2 separate regions of the Callithrix jacchus genome follow, and region 2 is linked to region 1. A link is a contact called in public Hi-C data. All regions are on one chromosome and are shown on one strand. The core of a region is the stretch at or near the end of the contact, and the rest is flanking DNA. Distances in the headings are between cores, read along the strand shown.

Region 1 (7,356 bases), core at 1,496-3,995:
GGCCAGGAACATCTGTAGTCTCTGTCTTCAATCAAAGCATTTGAGAGATGCTTTATTTTTCCCCCTTCCACTGTACCGGTAGCAGAAGGGGGCCTGTCTGAATTAGATGACACTTAATCTGCTAAGTGCAGCAACACCTCTGTGTAGCCCTAAGGAAGAAGACGAGGCAGTCAAAGTACCTTCCGTCATTTCCCTGAAAATGTGTCGGTAGCTTGGAGAGGCAGAGTGGGAGATGGAAATAACACTGCATGAGGAGTTAGGTGGTCTACATTCAGGGGCTGGGGTTGTCACTTACTAGGTACGGGACTTTCCAGTTGCTTAACCCCAAAGGCCTTCCACTTCCTCATTTCTTATGTAGGATGGTAGGACTGGATTGAGGACAGCAGATAGATTAGCTCTCAGTCTTACTGATTGGAAATTGCTGTCCAGAGTACAGTGTGGGGATGATTGGGAAGCCAATCTCAGCTAAGTAAGAAAGAGCAGTAAACTATCGATGTTTGCCAAGTATGTGATGGTGGCACATCTGCCTGGAATTATGGGACTTGATGATCATTTCTGCCTCTGTGATTTTATGATTCCAAGTATCTTGCAAGTGATATTAGAGGGATCATGAAACATTTCGAGTCTTAAAAATTACTCAGGAATCTATTAACAATGATGAGGAACATGCAACCAGACTTTAGTTGAGAGTTTACCATATGTATATTATATCACTTAATCCCTATCCTTATGCTTAGGGAAACTCAGGCTCATAGTGATTAAATGACTTGCCCAAGGTCACTCAGGTAATAGGTGATGGAGCTAGAATTCATACCCCAGTGTGTTTGCCTCCAAAACCCAAGTGTTGAACTGCCACCCTATACTACTTTCCAACTGAAAAATAACTCAGTATGATCATAGATGCCAATGTTATGGCTTTGCCTATAAGTACACAGAAATTAGAAAGATGATTGAGAGATTCATTAATGTCTGCTTGCCCAGTTCTTTTGAGCATACCGTATTTGAGGAAGGTGCACATGACCTTGGGGCAGTTTATCTAACTCTCTAAGTCTCAGTTATCTTATTTGAGAAATGGGTCATAGCTTTTAATAGTTCAAAGGAAATAATCCAGGTAAAGCATCCTATAGTGCCCAAGATGTCAATAGCACTCAGTATATGTTTATATTATGTTGCCCCAAGGTCATGTGGCTGGGATTTAAGCTGAAGACTGCCCACCTCTGAAGTCTATGATGGCACCTATTGGTTTTGGTACAAGTGAGTATCAAGTGGACCATAAGATAGCATTGGAGGTGCTTTTGAATATGAAAGGCGGCATGAGGATCCCTCTCACTTATGTCTGTTCTATTATCCAGAACTTGGTGAAAATCCTGGCCCTTGCCTACTAGAATGAAAGAGGAGGAAACCTTACTTGCTGTACACCTTTCTCTGGTTGGGGCTTTCTCTAATCTAGGAGTGCTCAGTAAATATGATGAGTAGCAGGCCACTCATTGTGATCACCACCCATGTAGCAGACATCTTTTTTCACGCTCTTGCAAACTGAAGTACAAGACAATCACATGTATGGCTGCACTGAATGTAAAAGGTTGAAGAGAAGTGATATGCCAAATAGATGACCTAGAGTTGATGTTTAGCAAAGTAAATCTCTTGGTAGTCCTGGTAAAGTTAATTTCAATAATTCTGTTTTTTTTCCTATATTAGAAACTTAGAGGTTAAAAAATAATAAATATACATGAGGAGATTTAAAGTTCATGTGGAAACAGATCTTCAGAGTACAGGTGGGATCTTTCTTTATAGAAATAGTTTTTCCTCTTGATTTTTTTCCTTGGGTAAATTTCTTTCAAATCGACTCAATTCATTTGGTGCTATTGCTTTCCTTGGTGAAGACTATTCTGGGGATTTGATCAAAACAGACATGAAAATCCAACCCTCAAATTGCAAATATCAGGGAATCTGGAATTTGCATTTTCTAGGCTAAAGTAATTTACTGGCAAAGTTTGCTGTCTCCTCATTTCCCCAATACACACACAACTCTTAAGTCTGTCTCCTCCAGGCCTCCTCCCTCTCAGTTTATTTCCAGCACACATGCATGTGCATCCATGCCTACACAGGTGTGCACATGTGCATGTATACACATGCACACAGACACATGACACACATATTTTATTCTGTGCTAATAAATAGGCCAGTATTGGCTAGGCTGGGCCTCAGGACTGTCTGGTTTAAATCTAAGCTGCCTGGGAGATCTGGAGTAATAAGTGAGTGACAACAGGTGCAGATTTTGTTTCGCCCTTCTGAACTCAGCCCATAGTTCTTTCTTTGATTCTTTTTACCCAACACCCTTCCCTCAGTTGTGTCCAATAAATTTTATAGCTGCATGATCCTGTTTCAGGGCTGAAGGGAGATTTTTCTCTCCACTTGGCTAAATGGTGCCTAAATCAAAACACCACTTCCTGCCCCTTCCTCACACTTTAAAAAGTAATCAGGAATAAATCCCAGGCCATAAGCTCCTGCTGGGTCCTGTATCTTCAGTTTTGCATGTGAACAGCTAATTTTCTCATCCCATTTTAGAAAAGCCAAGAATTAACTTGCAAAGAATTAGCCATAATTGGGGAGAAAATAATAACTTGTTTTTTTCTGCCCTGTGATAACTGGAGCCACTGGCAAATCTTTCACAGTGATGTCAACGCCTACTTCTATTTAAAACAAAGTATTGCTCCAGGGGCCTTGAAAGCTATATCTGAATGTTCTCTGTGGTACATTTTGGTGCAAGCCACCCTGAATATTGGAGTTGGATTCATTTTATGTCTTTTTTGGTGCAAAATCCTAGTGCAGGGAGACATTTCATACCACACTGGAAGACATGAATGGATTTTGCAGGTGTCATGTATGTTCACAGGCCCTGCTTGCATACTTAAGGTAGGCTCCAATCAGGATTTTTTTTTTAGAAGCAGGCTGTGGTCTAAGCTGAGTATTGTTTCTCATAAGGACCCATTTTATACTAGCATTTTTCTATTTTGAGACTTTGCCCAGCTGCCTCTATTCTCTGTGATGTAGACTTAATAAAAATCTCTTGGTTCACAACAAACATGGAAAGGAGATGATACACTTTTTCCATTTGCTAGTAGAACTTTACCTGAATGCAGTTGGTCATATATCTCAGTGTCATCAGAGTACAACAAAATGTCATGCCTTCCCATGATTTCAGACAGCACTCATCAGTAATGACTTATCTGAATGTCAGCCTTGCACCTCTCCTGAGCTCCAGCCTTAAGGGCAAGCTTATCATTAAACAGCCCTACCTGCTAGCCCATAGACACCCCAGGCGCAACTCATTTTTCCTAAATAAATTCACTTTTTCTTTCTATGTTTTCTATCATGGTAAAGGTGCTGTGATACAGTAACTCAAACAAGAAACCTTGATGGTATATCCATATCTTCCATATCCATTACTGTTACTTAAGTGAGGGGGACGATCTATTATATTGCTTCAGATATCACTGGGATCCATTGCCCTTCTAACTGGGCGCCCTGAGTCCAGTCATCTTGGCCTTTCCTCCAACTTCTACCCCACGTCACCTACCTGCCCCTGTCTTTTCCGCCCCCACCAAAACAATACTTCATACATCTGATGAAGGAAAATCTGATAGTATTTAACTATTTGACCTCTTTAGTAGTATCCCACTGCAGGCAGGAAACAAGTCCTAACTTCCCAGTATAAGGAATATAAGGTGCAGTGTGATCTAGCTGCTCCCTGACTCTCCAATCTCACCTCCTGTCATACTGCCATGGATCAATCCCCATGGATCTTTTTATTCTCTTTCAACTCTGTATTTTTGCACATGTGATTTTTCTGCTAGTAATGCCCTTTCTTAATTGGCCTGTACCTCCGACTCCTATGCTTCTGTATTATTAGGCTATAGTTCTAGATGTGGCTTAAATAAATTAGATTATTTCTTTATTGGATAGTCCAGACATAGATGCTTTCCATGAGATCATCCAGGAGCCCAGGTACTTTCTGCATTGTACTGTGCTTAACATGATGTCCCTTTCTGCATGATCCAAAGTGGCTTTCAACCACAGCTTCCTTCCAGGCAGTAAGATGGATAATAGATGAAGAAGGAACTCACCTTTTCCCTTTTAGTGCTGTGACTAATAACAAATATAGTTTTATTTGTTATCCAGGTTCCTGACATAGAGCTCCTAAAAGCATTGTAATTTCCTGAGTGACTGGAGTTCTAGGAGCATCTTTTGTTGTACTGTTTAGACTTTGACTCTGGCTCCTAACAGAGCTCCTAAATCCCTTGGAGTTTCCCAAGTGATAGAGCATCTTTTGCTTTAATGAAGCAACTCCTTGGCTCCTGGATAACTTCAGAATGGGACTTGGTCAGAATAGGACTTGGTCACCAGAAACACCTGGAGTAAGGGTAGATCCCACAGGTTAAGGCTTCAGTCCAAGACTCCTCCCATTTTGGATGCCAGTCAAAAGTCTAGACCTTCCATACTTCTGACCAGTCAGCTACATACTGGAGGTTCCCACAACACCCTTTTATCAGGTTTCTGAAGAGTTAACATACTGGTTAGTGTGGGAAAAGCCTTTACACATGTGGTATAAAAATTGTGGGTATCTTTAGAGGCAGTTTCCAGAGTTTGTAAATATCTCTTATTTCCCAATCTTTTGTGCCTCCTGTCTGTCTGGTACTCTACCTCTAAAGTAATAGCAGCAACAGCAATTCTGATAGTAGTCATAGTGGTGCTTCTCCAGTGGAAGCTGTAATAGTAGTAGGAAGAAGAGGTGTAGGAGTGGTGTCATGATTTCCCATGCCAAGTTTCAGAAGAGATTGGAAGGCTACATGACATGCCTGAGGTCACATAGTTAATAAATAAATGGCAAAGCTATCATTCTCACTGAGAGTTCTCTTACTTCAGAGCTCACCACTAGACATGGGTAGCTTTCAATGCAATCACACTGAACGACAATGATTTCCTCATATGATAACCTCTCTTACAAGATTCTGAACTTCTTGAGGAAAAGGACATATCCAATTCACATTTGTAACTGTAGGGCCTAGCTCAAAGGCTGGGTATATATTTCAGTTTTAGACATTTAAATCAGGGTTTCTTAACCTTGGCACCATTGACATTTTGGGCTAGATAATTCTTTGTCGTGGTGCTGTCCCTTTGTGCATGACAGTATGTGTAGCACCATCCCTGGTTTTTACTCACTAATTGCCAGTAGCATATCTCCCCACCCCCAGTCAGATAAACCAAAAATATCTCCACACATTGCCAGCTATCCATTGGGAGGCAAAATCCCCCTGATTAAGAACCATTGATTTAAATTAAATGAAGGCCAAGGAGCCTCGAGTAGTATTCATATCCCAAAAGGGCATTTTCAGAACTGTTGAGGCTGCTGGATCTCTCAAGGATGATAATGTATTTTCCAGGCCTTCTGTGTCTGGAGCACAGGTTGCCTGTAGTGGTGGCTGTGATGATCTCAGTGTGCCAGGCCTTCACAGGGAATACCAGAGAGGGTCCCTCTGGAGCAGCTCTCACTGGGTCATGCAGACTGTCTGTCTGGCATGGTACTACCTGCAAAATCTCTTTGCCTTAACCAAAAATATGCTTTTATAAATTTCCTGGCAAAGCAGGGGCCACATTCTGTTTCCTGATTTCTCTCTTTTATTTCCAGATGTGTCACTGGTGACACATACAGCCCAACGAGAACTCTGTTGGAAACTCAAGTGTCTCACTCTTTGCCAGCCCTGCTGTCATGATTTTCCCACCATCTAAGCCAGTCTAGGTTACGTTGCCCACTTGCTGGTCAGTGCTTGGATGTCAGTTTAACTTTTTAAATTCTAGATCTGTAGCATGCTTTAGGGAGGAAACTTTATGGGTTATTACACAAATGGAGTTAACCCTTTTATGCTTGCAATGTTTTTGTTAGTGACAGAGACATGAATTTAAGAACTGCCATTTATTATTTGTTTCAGTTTGCTTAGCTTCTTTGATCCTTGATTTGTTTGCCTACAAAATAGAGTAACCTACTTGCCCTGTCTACCTCCATGGGATTGTTATTAAACACAGTAAGATAATCTTCTCAAAAGGCTTAAACTCCCTAGTATGATATACTGTTCGTACACCTTTTGCACCCTAGAAAACTCTACAGTGTCATTGTTCATGAGCACCAAATTATCCGTTCAGTTATGGCAGATTTTGTGGGGTTTTCTTTTTTTCCTGCTAGTTTCTAGGACCTAGAAGGTATTCAGTAAATATTTGGTGAATGAAAGTATGAAAAAAATTGGGAAGTCAGATTCTGTGGTTCATTGTACCAGTCGAGGCTGGAAGGAGGTGAGTGAACGGTTTGTGTAGCTTTGTGTCATTTGTATTTGTGACAGACATTTTAAACAATAGCATTTTTAAGGGTTCACCTGATATTTATTTGGGGTCACAAGTGAGTGCCTGCAGAGGCAGGACACAATTAGCACTCTGGCAGACAGGTGACAAGACAGGGTGGGGAGGGACCCAGGGGAACTGGAGAGGACATACTGAGCTGTCTTAGTCCTTTGGGGCTGCTATTAAAGAATTCCATGGACTGGGTGGCTTATAAGCAACGAGAAAAAAAATTATTTCTCATTGTTCTGGAGGATGGGAAGTCCAAGAACCAGGCACCAACTTATTCCGTGTCTGGTGAGGGCTCACTTCCTGGTTCATAGATGGCTGTCTCCTCTGTGTCTTCGAAAGGCAGGAGGAGTAAGTGAGCTTTCTGGGATCCATTTTGTAGGGGCCCTAATTCTTCATGACCTAATCACCTCCCAAAAGACCCCACCTCCAATTATCCTCACCTTGAGGATTACGTTTCAACATAAGAATTTTGAGGGGGATACACACATTTTCTATATTGCTAGCCTAAAGACATGCACAGTAACACATTTTGAAGTCTCTGCATCAGCCAAACAAAATATGTCTTTGGGCCAACTTAAGTCTTCAGGCAATACTTTACAACTCCTAATTGACAAAGTACTTCAGATAAACACTGGGACAGGTGCGGGGTAGATAAAGATGAGGTGCTCAGGATCCAGCAGCAGGGATGGACAGGAAATTAATAGTGAGACAATGAGAACAGCCAGGATACATGGAGAGCTTAGCCCAGCACTGCCCAACATCCTTTACAAATGATAACTTGTATTTAATCCTCACAGCAGCCCAATATGAGGTGGTGGATGTTATATCTCCTGTTTTATAGTGAGGACACTAAGGCATCAAGAGATTGAGTATCTTGCCTGAGGCTTTGAAGCCAGTAGCTGGTGAATAATAAAATGTAACGCATATGTCCAATGACAAAAGGAAGCACAGAAA
Region 2 (7,356 bases), core at 2,934-5,433, 230 kb after region 1:
AGGATGCGTTTTCTTAGAAATGTTATTAATTGGCTGGGCAAAACAAGAGAAGGAAATAAAATAGCTGCTCCTTACTAAGTAAAGGCATCTTCTTCCCTTATCTCATTAAAAATTAAAAGCACTCTTGGTTTAAGTAGGGTAAATTAGTAATTAAGTGCTATATAATGAACTTGTGTAAACAGAATATTGAAGGGGAAGCCAAATTAATCACTCCACTGGCTTGTTTTTGCCCCCATTAATGCACCTTTTACTCAGGTCCTTCCTGTAATACCAGGATGCATTTTCTGCTCTCCTCCGCTGCTGGAGATTGGGTGGGCTGTGATAGCTGGGCTGACAGATGACAGTAGACTAGATCTGGAAAAGTCATGTGTGGGGGCCTCGATTCAAAGTAGGTGATAAGGATGGCTGTTTTATTTTTTAAGCCAAGGCTTATCAACACAAGCCTACATGTGACAGGAACAGCCTTAGATGGTAGCAGGACATCAAAGAATTAGACATAATGTTGGTACCCAAGGAATTTCCAGTCTACAGGTTGGGGGGAGGTTGGACACAGATGGATACAGATATGAAAAATTCTAAGGTGTAAAGGCAAAGACTATTTGCTTGGACTCAAATCTTGGCTCTACACTTACCTTGGGTGACTTACTTAGTTTCTCTATGCCTCAGAGGCCTCATCTGTAAAAGATAACAGCAGAGATATATTATCTCATAACTCATGTTGTAAGGAGTAAACGTGACTATACCTAAAGCAAAATAGTCTTATTAATGTTGGCTATTTTGGTTTAAATTGCAATTACTCTGCAATGGAATGATGGAGCATTTGAGGAGTGTCTTCCACTGCCTTAAGAGGGCTGGGAAAGTCTTCCAGAGGAGGCAACCTTTGAACTGGGCCTTGAGGATTAGCTGGTGATAGAGCTAGAATTCAGGGTGCTGTGGGACCCCCAGGCCTATGCTTTTCATCTTGGCTGCAAAGTGCCTCCTCTGAAAGCAGAGGAAGGAGCTTGGGCCTCAACTAGGGACAAATCTCTCTCCATTTCAGCTCAACATAGTAAATATTAGTAATTACTGCTGGATCCTCAGTCTTGTAGTATCGTGGCAACTACCTGCCAAGTATGTGGGGCAAGGAGTGGAAAGAGTAAGTGAGCTGAGTCCATCGCAGGCAGGGTAAGAGGAAATCAAATGGAGCAGCAGAAAGTAGCCCTCTAAGTCACCTTGCTGAACCCCATGGTGATGGCATCTCCTCAACTTACTAGCTGTGTGAGCAAACCTGGCTGGGCAAGCTACTTAATTTCTCCAAGCTCAGTTCCATATTCACTGACCCGATTGAGTTTCCACTAGTATTCTGTGAATGAAAGCACATTTAGCACAATCCTGTTCAGCAGAAAAGTACTTTTATTATCCCTGTGTTCGCTTGATCTTCACCACAGTCATAAGGGATAGGTGGTATCATCGTGCCACTCTATTAAGCAAAAAATTGAGGCACCAAGCTATTGAAAAGTTTACGTTTACCTAGATGGTTAGTAGCAGAAAAATGGTTTTGAACTCAAGTGGTCTGGCTCCAGCCCTGCTCTCTGCATATCTCCCACAGCCCCATGCTTTGGAGGGTACCTATAGCTGATTTGTGTGTCACATGCTAGATTTGCATGTCAGGGTAGATACTGCTCAAGTATGTCCAGACCTCTCACTCACTACTGAGGAAGAAGTTCTTTCTGCTTGAGGGAATGATGGGGCAGAACTTATAGCTGTAGTGACCCTTTGACAGGTGGGGCAGGTAGAGCAGGCACAAGTGACTCACGAGGGAGCATTAGCCCGAGGATGCAGTAGGAATGCTGCTACTGCACTGATCTTGGCAGTTTTGCTTAGTGAACAAAACAATTTATTTGTTTATTATTCATACTCTGCTTCCACAAAGGATTTAAGAAAGCTTACAAAAAGGGGCTAAGTAGGCTACTGGAATAAAACTCACAAGTTAGAAACAATGTAAAAAGAGGAAAATACACCAATCCCTTATACTAGGTGGGACATCCTCTAACTCAAATGCCTTAAGGTGCCACCCAGGCCATACAAACATGGGAAGATACCAGCAAAGGACAAGGTGATTCGATTCTGTGTTAGGTAAGAAAAAAGTACTAGAAAAGTGTGAGTACTAATATTTGTATTCAAAGTACTGCCACAGGATGTTGAAATTCAGGTTGTTTTAACTCTGGATTGGTGAGTGTCACACCAAATATCTATGGGACAGATCTGGCATACCTATGGGTCCCTGACCTGGACTAGGCAGTTCTTCTTCTTATTTTTTAATGGGGTCTCGCTCTATTGCCCAGACTGGAGTGCAGTGGCATAATCATGGCTCACTGCAGCCTCAAACACCTGTTCAAGCAATCCTCTAAGGGATTACTTTGAACTTCAGGCAACCAAGGCAAAACTGGGCAATACGTCAAGTCATATGGAGTCAAGGAAGTGTACCTGTTCTTTAAAAGAGACCACGTTTTTCCGTATACCAAATTCTAACATTATTATTTCTTTAAAAATAAACTTAGAAATCCTTCCATGGAATTCTTATAGAAGAAGACAGAAGAACTTGTTATATACAACCTTGCCAGAGCCCAGATCATAACTTGAAACCTGACTTTGTGTCTAGGATAGCCTGGGTTTATAGCTTTTTGGAGATGTCGCTTGACCTAGGGATATAACCAAGAATACCCAGTTTGGTAGATAGATAGCATGTCCTTTCACCTTTTTTCCATGAATATTTCTTCCTTTGGCCAGCTTTGCAAACAAAGCTGTTTTACTGACCTAGGAGTATCTCACAGGACTTCAGTACTAAAGCTTTTTACCGGCCTGGCATCAGAGAAGTGCTAAAATGAAGCACCCATCAATCGAGAAGGGCAACAGATGTTGAAGCATATCAAATATCAGTAAACAGCAAGCCCACAGAGACTGCTGAACTTGGAATCCTCATAGCAAAAATACCCTGTTGCCTTTAAGAGAGAACACTGTGGACTTTTATAAACCACATTAAGTGATGCATTTTTTTTTTCATTTGGACAACTGCTACCCTATGAAATATTTTGCCTGAAAGATGGTCTGCTATGCTCTATTTTTTTTTAATCTCTACTTTTTTTAAGGGCAAACTTAATGCTCACAGAGTGTTCTAGGCTCTCAGCCCTGGAAATATAGGTCTTCAGTAATTGAGAGGAGTTTCATGTTCAGCTTATCTAGTACCCTGTCTTTTACTATTAGCAGTATGATTCATATTATAAGTAATAAATTGGGCTGTATTTCAAATCCTGTCGCTGTGCACCGGATTAGTCCTTTTACCTCTCTAAGCCTACTTACTCATATGTATAAAAATAAGACTATTAAGGGCGCCTACCTTATGCAATTGTTGTGAAAATTAGATGATATGTATAAAGTATTTGGCACAGTTACTGGTACAAATAAACTCTCAATGAGAGGTATACAAAGTTTTAGTAATATTTATGATGATAACTATCATTACTATTAGCTGACTATAAATTACATGCTGTATTAATGCTTTACATACATTACTGAAAGATAGCTGGGCTGGTCCTTTGCCTGTTTGCTCTCGGCAAGTGCCTCTTCCCCTGCTCTGCTGTGTATTACACTTCTAGGTTCTCTTGCACCCGACCTCTGGGCAGGTTTGGCCAAGGGGAGATACTGGTAGGAGAATGACATGCAGGCAGAAGTTAGGTCATTTCTCCACTTCGCTACAGCAGCAGCTGCATCTTCTGTCTGATTCCAGCTCCCAGACTCTCTCAGGTCCCAGTTCTGGCCACTCAGCTTTTCTTTGGTTTCTGTTCTAGGCTGACATTCCCTGCTCCTGGCTCTGGTCCCACCACTGCCTCCTATCATCGCTTGATTCCTAAGAGGGGTAGCAGCTGTCTGCTGTTGGTAACCTGTGTGTGGCTTCAACAACCTGTTTGGCTTCTAAGTTTCTTATGTCACCAATGAAACTAAATTCTTATATTTAATTCCTGCTGTTGAAAGACCTAGCATAGTTTCAGCTATTGTGACTGGACTCTGACTGCTATCACTGCTTTTAAATACTAAGAGACAGTAGTCCTTACAGAGAATTCACTTCTCCTCTCCATGTTGGAATGAGCCAAGCCAACTGGAGAAGGGATGGCTGGTTATCACAGAGATGTACTAACTAAAGCTCAAAAGACAAGAAATTGCCCTAAGCATCTTTGATGAATACTGCCAATACTGAGTTTGGCACTGAGGCCTGGAACCTCAGGTAGCTTACCCCTCTCTGAGGAGACAAGACTTCAGTACAAGTCATAGCCAAGCGCAGTACGAGGTAGTGTCTAGTCATAAGGAATAGGAACTCCTCTTTCTTGAGCCAGAGCCCTGGACCATTCACTATTCTAGGTGAGTCACTATAATAGGTATGTGATTATTCTCATACCCCAAATAAGGAAATGGAGGCTCAGAGAGGGCAAGTGATTTGCCCAGAGTCACACTACTATTAAGAAGTAGTCTTAGCAACTTACATTTGTATATCCTGGAACCTGTGTTTATTGAACTTATATCTGTTCCTCAGAGTTTTCTAAGCTTTTTGTCAGTTTTAAAGCAGATAATAAGAAAACTGCATACATAATTCATATTACCCTGGTATGATAGAAATGACCTTACAGAAACAATATTCAACCTTATTCACCTAATTCTCAGAACAGGTTTATGTGGAAAGTTTATTGTGTTCATTTTTTACAGATGAGAAAGCAGACTCAAAAAAGTAAAGGAACTTACCCAAGTTCACACTGAATGTTTATATTCAACCTAGAATTTGAATGCAGGTTTTTCTGTCCCCAAGCACATGCTCTTTCCACTTGGTGACATCCAAGAACTGGACTACATGTAGTATAAGACCAAGTGTTGTGTTTTTTGTTTTTTGTTTTTTTTGAGACGGAGTCTCACTCTGTTGCCCAGGCTGGAGTGCAGTGGCGTGATCTTGGCTCACTGCAACCTCTGCCTCCTGAGTTCAAATGATTATCCTACCTCAGCCTCCTGAGTAGCTGGGATTACAGGTGCCCCCGTCACACCGGGTAATTTTTATATTTTTAATAGAGATGGAGTTTTCACCATGTTGGCCAGGCTGGTCTCGAACTCCTGACCTCAGGTGATCCACCCACCTTGGCCTTCCAAAGTGCTGGAATTACAGGTGTGAACCACCCCACCCAGCTTAGAAATTTTTTTAAAGGTTGGGGAGCAAGGCCAGGTTCCCCATCTTCCAGGAACAGACAGTTGGGTTAGAGAAGTATATGTAAAGTGACCTGAAACCAGAGAGTGCCAATGCATAATCTACTCTCTGGTAGTGACTACCAGCAGGAAAGAGAAACCTGGTTTTGTGTAAGAAATGGGGCTTGAAATGGGCTGGAGTGGAAACATTAACTTAGGAAAGGTAGAAAACCAGCAGGAAAAGGGCTTTTTAGATAGAGGTGCTGGTGAGAGCAAAGGAACAGATGCAGACAGAACGGAGATCAACCGTAACTCCTGGGAAAGGTCCTAGTTCAGGAGTAGTGAAAGAGAAAGTTGGATACATAGGACCACAGCTGATTACAGGTGAGGGTTGTTAACCACAAACAGATCAATTAGGAATTTGATCAGCAGTCTTGGGAGTACCTGTTGCTCAGTATTCCCTCATCCTTTAACTGTCTTAAAAAAATGTTGCAAGCTGATAGTCTCACTTTAAAAAAAATTAACAACATTAAGTGCTTCTTAGATAATACTGCTTTCTGCTTCAAAAAAAAATAGCTTGTAAAAAAGTCAACCTGTGAGTAATAATAAAAGTTTATTACTTATCTCTAACAGTTTTGAAGAGTCTCTGAAATAGAAGGGGAATACTCTTTAAATATCCCTAGAAATGCTATCCTCTTTCACAACAGTTCCTTTGCATACAGAGTGTTATAAAATAAGACATTGGAGAATTTCAGGATGGAGAAGGCACCTTCTGAAGCAATGTCATTGAGAGATGGGGAGCAAGCCACTTTGTACCAGCTCAAAATCTAAACCCTCCTCCCTCCCCCCAGCCCCCTCCCTGACACCTAGCCCTGGAGGAGCCTGTATGTTGGATGGAGTTGATGGCAGTGAAATTCCTACCAAGTTGGCTCTCTCATTTTCACCTGTCAGCGTCTCTGATGAAGAGGGATCTTGGCAAACCAGACTGGTTTGGATAATTGGACTGTTGCAGTTGTCTTTATCTCAGTAAATTGACTAACCACTACAGAGGCTGGAGGAGAAATTTATAGAAAATCCTAAAATGGAGATTGAAGCAAGTGTTTCAATGACTAGGAAAGAGCAGGCCTTTGTGAGTTTCCAGCATATTATAGTATGGTGGGGCACTAGGACTCCTGTCTTCAAGGGGCCCCTAAAAATGAGGGGGGATTCATTTAGTATGTGCCAGCTGTCATTTAAGCCCTTTTTGGTTATTCACTCACTTAGTCCTCACAACGATCCCATAAGACCCTGATATTAGTTGTACTTTGCACACAAGGAACCTGAATCACAAAGACAGCAAGTGCTTCCCTGTGGTTAGATAGCTAGTAAGAGGTGAAGCTCAGATACGAACCCAGATTTTCTAACTCTGTGGTCAGTTCACTATGAAATACTGAAACCCATTTCTGTAAAGTTCCTCTGGGAAACTCACCTTGGTGAGGCCCATCTCTGTACAGCCCTACCCCTATGTGCCCATATCTCGCTCTGGCCTTAGACGTTGCCGTGTTTGCTGACCGTACTCAAGTGTGAGCTTCCAGATAAGAATCCAAGTCTTACTCATCCTTAGGAAGTAGTCGGTGCTGGATACGTGTGTGTTGCAGCAGACTGGAGGTGAAGTTTTACAGAGACTTTGTAATCTCCCTGAAGCTGGCTAAGAAAGCAGCCACCTATGACTAGTTACACAGAAAGCCAGCCACTTAAGCAGTGGCACTGCTGGGTATGGACTTAGTTTTAAAGTTGCTAGCAGGTAAAATCTGATCTGTGTCTCCAGAAACAATCTTACTTGTGCACATTAGCTCTGACTCTAAACTGCTCCTTAATGATTCTCACTTGCTCTAATTTTTCAAAGACTGACTCCTCAGTCATTAGAGTCTGTTCCATTACTAGTAACTCAGTGTATGACCTGGAACAAGAGGTCTACATCTTTGGGACACAGTTTCCTCATCTTTAAACTGAAAGAATCAGGTTCCGGTTTTCAAAAATATAAAGCAGTGGAACCTTTGGGAGGCCAATATATAAAACAGAAGGTGAACTGTGCCTCTGGCTTATTTATCACACCCTCTTTCCCCACTGCCTGGCAGCCTTGGAGGGTCTCTGCTGAACATAAGCACTGGACTA

What was found. Hi-C and Micro-C count contacts between places; a contact is called where the count stands out from the background.
Region 2: a Hi-C map of skeletal muscle shows a contact between it and region 1, with 4 times the contacts expected there. The contact joins two enhancer-like sites. A contact is called at or near these places in 2 of 3 Hi-C or Micro-C datasets (both in skeletal muscle).

Annotation. Positions count from the first base shown.
Region 1 is chr7:96,494,841-96,502,196 of calJac240_pri, forward strand. All of the region lies in intron 5 of FGGY (FGGY carbohydrate kinase domain containing), which reads left to right. Among named protein-coding and RNA genes, the nearest start is that of FGGY, 120 kb to the left of the region's middle. Within about 2 kb of position 2,746, at least 1 of the 16 cell types and tissues checked has an H3K27ac peak or open chromatin away from gene starts, as enhancers often do. A contact at or near this core is called in skeletal muscle, where this site is marked.
Region 2 is chr7:96,723,303-96,730,658 of calJac240_pri, forward strand. The region is part of intron 15 of FGGY (FGGY carbohydrate kinase domain containing); the gene reads left to right. It overlaps LOC108592611 (a long non-coding RNA gene), which reads right to left. Exons shown (of 6, transcript XR_013520136.1): 2 at 633-675. Among named protein-coding and RNA genes, the nearest start is that of HOOK1, 130 kb to the right of the region's middle. Within about 2 kb of position 4,184, at least 2 of the 16 cell types and tissues checked have an H3K27ac peak or open chromatin away from gene starts, as enhancers often do. A contact at or near this core is called in skeletal muscle, where this site is marked.